2 separate regions of the Mus musculus genome follow, and region 1 is linked to region 2. Evidence: chromatin contacts called from public HiChIP or PLAC-seq data. All regions are on one chromosome and are shown on one strand. The core of a region is the stretch at or near the end of the contact, and the rest is flanking DNA. Distances in the headings are between cores, read along the strand shown. Region 1 holds the start of Lsm10 (U7 snRNP-specific Sm-like protein LSM10). Region 2 holds the start of Zmym1 (zinc finger, MYM domain containing 1).

Region 1 (3,104 bases), core at 62-2,561, 960 kb before region 2:
TGCCTCCCAAGTGCTGGGATTAAAGGCGTGGGCCACCATGCACTGCTTGATTTTTTTTGTTTGTTTGTTTGTTTCTTTTGGTTTTGGTTTTTCGAGACAGGGTTTCTCTGTGTAGTCCTGACTGTCCTGGAACTCACTCTGTAGACCAGGCTGGCCTTGAACTCAGAAATCTGCCTGTCACTGCCTCCCACGTGCTGGGGTTAAAGGCATGTGCCACCACTGCCCGGCTCGATTTTATTTATTTATTTATTTATTTATTTATTTTTGTTTTTTTGAGGCAGAGTTTCTCTGTGTAGCCCTGGCTGTCCTGGAACTCACTGTGTAGAACAGGCTGGCCTCAAACTCAGAAATCCGCCTGCCTCTGCCTCCCGAGTGCTGGGATTAAAGGCGTGGGCCACCATGCCCTGCTCAATTTTATTTTTAATTGTTAATTAGTTACAAGCAGTTGTGAGCTGGGAACCAAATGTAGGTCTTCTGCAATAGTATGCGGACTTAATTGCTAAAGTTTAGCAGTTAAATCTTCTCTCCATAGCCCTGTGTTTTCCTCTTTGAGACAAGGTAGCTATGTAGGCCTTGCTGTCCTTGAACTCTCTCCATAGACCAGGCTGTCCTCCAACTGAGATCCACCTGCCTCTGTCTCTGGAGTTGCTGGAATTAAGGAGTTTGCCACCACGTTTGGGCCACATTTCCGTAATTTTTTTTTTTTTTTAAAGATTTATTTATTTATTACATGTAAGTACACTGTAGCTGTCTTCAGACACACCAGAAGAGGGCGTCAGATCTCGTTACAGATGGTTGTGAGCCACCATGTGGTTGCTGGGATTTGAACTCTGGACCTTCCGAAGAGCAGTCGGGTGCTCTTACCCACTGAGCCATCTAACCAGCCCCTCATTTCCGTAATTTTAATCAGATGAAGGAATTAAGGAGTTTGCCACCACGTTTGGGCCACATTTCCGTAATTTTAATCAGATGAAGGACGTTGTGTTTTTCTTTCTTTCTTTCTTTCTTTCTTTCTTTCTTTCTTTCTTTCTTTCTTTCTTTCTTTCTTTCTTTCTTTCTTTCTTTATTTATTTATTTATTTATTTAACAGAAGCTCTCTCCCACTTAACGCCATGAGCTCAGCAGGACATTAGGGAGACACAGCTCCAAGCCGGAGCCTACAAAGGTGGGAAACTAGACAGAGAAGAGAATTGGGCGTGTGGCGCGCGGCCTCCTGGGACTTGTAGTCCGCATCCTGCGAGGCGCATGCTCTGATGCTCTGGGTCTTCCGCGGTTGCCATGGCTTCTCTGAGCCTCGGTGGGTGGTGCCCCTAGACACGGGCGGGTTTTGGAGGCGTAGCGCGCGGAAGGCGGAAGGCATCACGCGGTGGGTAGGGCAGTCGAGAGTGGGGACTAGGGCGCGCTGGGACCCGTCCTCTTCCCCTGGCGCACTGGCTGCGGACTTTTCTTCCCAAACCCCTTACGCGCGGTGAGGAGAGGGGCGCACTCGGCACCCGGCTTTCCCGGGTGGGACTAATGAGCTTGACCGCTAGTGGCAAATCCCAGGCCTCCGGTCCTGGAAGCAGCAGAGTCTGGGCCTGCCTGAAGGTCTCAAAGACTATCCTTTTGGATTTTGTTTTAAGACAGAGTGTAGTTCTGTATGCCAGACTGGTCTGTAACTCGGAGATCCACCTGCCTCGGCCTCCTGAGTGCTGGGTTTAAATGCATGCATCTTGGCTAGGTTTGGCTTGTTTTGTCTTGAAACATTCCACTATCCAGGTTGACTTGGAGCTCACGATGTAGTTTAGGCCGGTTTGGCATTTGAGGTGCTCCTACTGCTTCAGACTTTAAAGTGATGGTATTATAAGTGTGCGCCATCATGCTTGGCTAGATTACATAGTAACAAGCGCCTGGCAGAAGGACATACATAAACTACAATTTGCAGTAGTCGTTCTCAAACTGACTGGCACATTAAAATTCTGGGGGGCTTTTTGTTTAAAAAAAAAGTATAAACTGAGCATAGTGGCACACACCTTTAATCCCAACACTGGAGAGGCAGAGGCAGGAGGATCTCGATGAGTTTAAGGCCAGCCTGGTCTACATAGAGAGTTCAGGACAGCCAGGGCTACATAGAGAAACCCTGTCTCAAAATAATGTAAAAATAGGATACCTTGCAGGATGTGGTAACACACATCCTGAATCCCCAGCACTTGTGAGGAAGAGACAGGTGGATCTCTGTGAGTTCCAGGCCACACTTGTTTACATTTTAAGTTCCAGGCTACTCAGGAAGATATAGGAAGACCCTGTCTTTAAAAACAACAACAACAAAACAATCTGGGCCTGTCCTCTCCAGGCAAATGAATCTAGATCTCTGGGATGTGTGGGACGTGAAAGCCAGGCAAAGGTTTCCCCGGGTGTATCCAGTGCAGGGAGGCATCTGGACCACTAGTGTGGAGTTTCAGGGCTTGGTAAAGGTGAGTGACTCTATCTGTGTGCTCCTGCCCACAGTGAGCAGCCAGCCAATGTGGAACAATGGCACTGAGCCACTCGGTGAAGGAGCGAACTATTTCTGAGAACAGCCTGATCATCCTGTTGCAGGGCCTCCAAGGCCAAATAACCACTGTGGACCTTCGGGATGAGAGTGTGGCCCGAGGACGCATTGACAACGTGGATGCTTTCATGAATATCCGCCTGGCCAATGTCACCTATACCGACCGCTGGGGACATCAGGTTGAGTTGGATGACCTTTTTGTGACCGGTCGTAACGTCCGATACGTCCATATCCCAGATGGTGTGGACATCACTGCTACTATTGAGCAGCAGCTGCAGATCATCCACCGTGTGCGCAACTTTGGTGGCAAGGGTCAAGGTCGTCGAGAGTTCCCCTCCAAAAGGCCATGAGACTGTGTCCTCGTTAAAGTTCCAGCACCACCTCAGGGACCTCCGGTGTTCTGAGCCAACTCCCGGCCATCCTTCCCCACCAGTAACAGACATGTCACAGCGGCCTTTCGTAGGGTTCCAGTTTTCAGACACACCCTGGGACCCAGAATTCCTTCTGCTGGTGGCCTTGGGGTAGGTGACAATCCCTCTTTTGGATCATTTGTATCTCAAATCTCCATTCACTG
Region 2 (3,179 bases), core at 353-2,852:
TTGCTCTTACAGAGGACCTGGGTTCAGTTCCCAGCACCTGTAACTCCAGTTTCAAGAGATTTAACCCCAGCTTCTGGCCTCCTCCAGCTCTTGAATACATGTGGTGTGCTGAAATTCACATAGACGCATACACATATAATTAAGTAAAAGTTCTAACAGTTACATTAATTACCACTGGAAGTGTGCATGCTTGTAAGGGACTGTACTCATGATGCATGGCATGTGTGGAGAAGTCAGTCTTGGCCATTAATCTCAGGCTGGCAGGCTTGACTGCAAACACCTTTACTCACCAAGCCATTTTTCCGGGTTCTCAACATAGGAATTTTAAGTTGCATTTATTTATTTGTTTCGGGGTGGTAGAAACACACATATCAAGACAACCTATGGTAGTTCATTCTCTCCTCATACCATGTAGGGCCTGGCGATCAAACAGGTTATCGGATTTGGGGGCAAGAATCTTTACCCTCTGAGCCATCTCACTTGCCCTTTTCTTCTTCACAGAGTCTCCTTACATTTCAAAAAAAAAAAAAAAAAAATCCCAAAATAGGAGAGCTTGGAAGTCAGAGGAAGAAAGATCAGGAGTTCAAGGTAACTGTGAGCAACATGATAGCCAGTTTCAACCATCCCCAGAGCCAAAACAAACAAACAAACAAACAAACAAACAAATGTACAGTAATCTCTTACTATTGGTATGAGTTACCAGCAATGAACCACAGTCCAAATATGTTACTTGGGGGGCTGGCGAGATGGCTCAGTGGTTAAGAGCGCCGACTGCTCTTCCAAAGGTCCTGAGTTCAAATCCCAGCAACCACATGGTGGCTCACAACCATCCATAACGAAATCTGATGCCCTCTTATGGAGTATCTAAGGACAGCTACAGTGTACTTACATATAATAAATCTTAAAAAAAGAAAAGTTCCTTGGAAATATTTGGAAGTAACAATGTAACAAGTAACAATGTTCAAGGTCCTCTAACTAGCACTGTAGACTAAGAGATCCAATGGCCTCTGCCTCCCTGCCAGGATTAGAAAAATGGGCAGCCACCGCCAGCGCTAACCTGCAAATTTCACTCACAGAACTCTACAGATAAAACTATTTGCTTCTATCTCTCTCCAGCCCGATGTTTTTGTTTTTTGAATCCAGGTCTCATTAAGTAGCACTGATTGGCCTAGAACAGACTTTATAGAACAGCCTGGCTTCGAACTCAGAGAACCCCCTGCCACTCGTGTGATGGGATTAAAGGCAAGGGCCAACACACCCAATCTGTTTATGTCTGAAAAATACACTGCTTAATGGAAAGAGAGCCACAGGTGTAACGGAAGGCAGTTACAGAAAGAAGCCGCAAGAGACCAAACGCACCAAGCTCAGTCACCGCACAGAGGCCAGGACGCTAAGAAGCCTGGAGGCCGGGGGCACGACTCTCCTGACACTGTGGTCTTCCTACCTGTCGCGTCACCCTCCTCAGGACGGGAGAAATGCCGCCTCTCTCTGGAAAAGCGGGCCTGAGCGGCTCCACGAGGATGGCTGATCTGTCTCCAACTCAGCGGCGGGAAGCGCCCACTCGCATTTTGCCGTGCAAACAACCCCGCCGGCTCCGCCCCTCTCCCGGAGGCCTTTGCGGCTGAGCATGCGCACCGCGGTCCGCCTGGGGCGCGGAGGCGGGGGATGGACTAAGCAGGAGAGGTTGACGGGGCGGGTCAGGGGGGTTTAGTTTTAGGCTATCCTTAATGTCACCTTAGCTGCCCGTTTTTCGTTTTTTGTTTTGTTTTGTTTTTTGTTTTTTTTTGTTTTAAGACAGGGTCTCACTTATGTACCCCTGACTGTCCCGGAACTCACTATGCAGACCAAGCTGGTCTTGAACTTAGAGAGGTTCTCCTGACTCTGCCTCCCTAGTTCTGGTATTAAGGGAATATGTCATCACATGGGCATATTTGGGTCCTTAAAGGCAGGAGTGAGGGGGCACAGGCCTGTAAGATGAAGGTGTGTGGTTAAAAATTCAAAACCAACCTTATTTTACAAACGGAACAACAAAAGCTGGGGGATTGAGACAGAGCAACGAGATGACAGAGCCTATTAAGGAGTTTACCGCAAAGTCTGACTAGCAGGGTTCTGTCACTGGAATCCATTTAGTGGAAGAAGAGAACAGATACCTGCAAATTGCTCCTTGACCTCCGCAATGTGCACATAAACACAATAAATACATACATGCATACATAAATAAAATTAAGGGCTAATGCAACATTAGTGACTCAGATGTTGAGTTACAACTTTAAAAACATGGTTGTAAATAGTCTCAGAAAAAGAGGAATGAAAAAGTAGGGACAGATGGGTATAGCTAAAGAATTAAGGAGGGAGCAGATCATTTTGATTATTTCTAAGTTTTTTTGTTTTTTTTTTTTGGTTTTTCGAGATAGGGTTTCTCTATAGCCTTGACTGTCTTGGAACTCACTTTGTAGACCAGGCTGGCCTCGAACTCAGAAATCCACCTGCCTCTGCCTCCGGAGTGCTAGGATTAAAGGCGTGTGCCACCACGCCCGGCTTCTAAGTCTTAATAGTAAAGAAAAATATAAAGTTTAATGATCTATTCATCTTGTCTTTGACCATAACTTCCATCTATCTTTTCTCTCTCTTTCTTTCTTTCTTTCTTTCTTTCTTTCTTTCTTTCTTTCTTTCTTTCTTTCTCTCTCTCTCTCTCTCTCTCTCTCTCTCTCTCTCTCTTTCCTTCCTTCCTTCCTTTCTTTTCTTTTCTTTTTTTTTTTTTGAGACACTGTTTCTCTGTGTATCCCTGGTTGTCCTGGAACTCACTCTATAGACCAGGCTGGCCTCAAATTCAGAGATTCTCTGCCCTCCAAGACTGGCTCTCACCTCTTCCTTCCTTCCTTCCTTCCTTCCTTCCTTCCTTCCTTCCTTCCTCCCTCCCTCCCTTCCTTCCTTTGAGACAGAATCTCACTGTGTAGACAGGCCTAGAGCTCAGAGAGATTTGCCTGTTTCTGCCTTCTGAGAGCTTGGAATTAAAGGTATGTAGGAATTAAAGGTATGTACCACCATAGCCTTCACTTGCTCTACGCACTCTCCTCTCTCCCCCTCCCCCCTTCTCTCTCTCTCTCTCTTTTTTGTTTTTCGAGTCAGGATTTCTCTGTGTAGCCCTGGCTGTCCTGGAACTCACTCTGTAGACCAGG

The links. HiChIP or PLAC-seq counts read pairs in DNA pulled down with a chosen protein or histone mark.
Region 1: a contact with region 2 is called in an H3K27ac HiChIP or PLAC-seq map of large pre-B cells, with 2.6 times the contacts expected there. The contact joins the promoter of Lsm10 here to the promoter of Zmym1 in region 2. A contact is called at or near these places in 2 of 115 datasets of contacts at active chromatin or transcription factors (bone marrow-derived macrophages and large pre-B cells).

What each region holds. Positions count from the first base shown.
Region 1 is chr4:126,095,342-126,098,445 of GRCm38.p6, forward strand. Lsm10 (U7 snRNP-specific Sm-like protein LSM10) reads left to right here and starts at 1,312. Exons shown (of 2, transcript NM_138721.2): 1 at 1,312-1,468; 2 at 2,488-3,104. The coding sequence starts at 2,512. The coding sequence ends at 2,880.
Region 2 is chr4:127,059,552-127,062,730 of GRCm38.p6, forward strand. Zmym1 (zinc finger, MYM domain containing 1) reads right to left here and starts at 1,603. Exons shown (of 8, transcript NM_026670.5): 1 at 1,445-1,603; 2 at 1-108.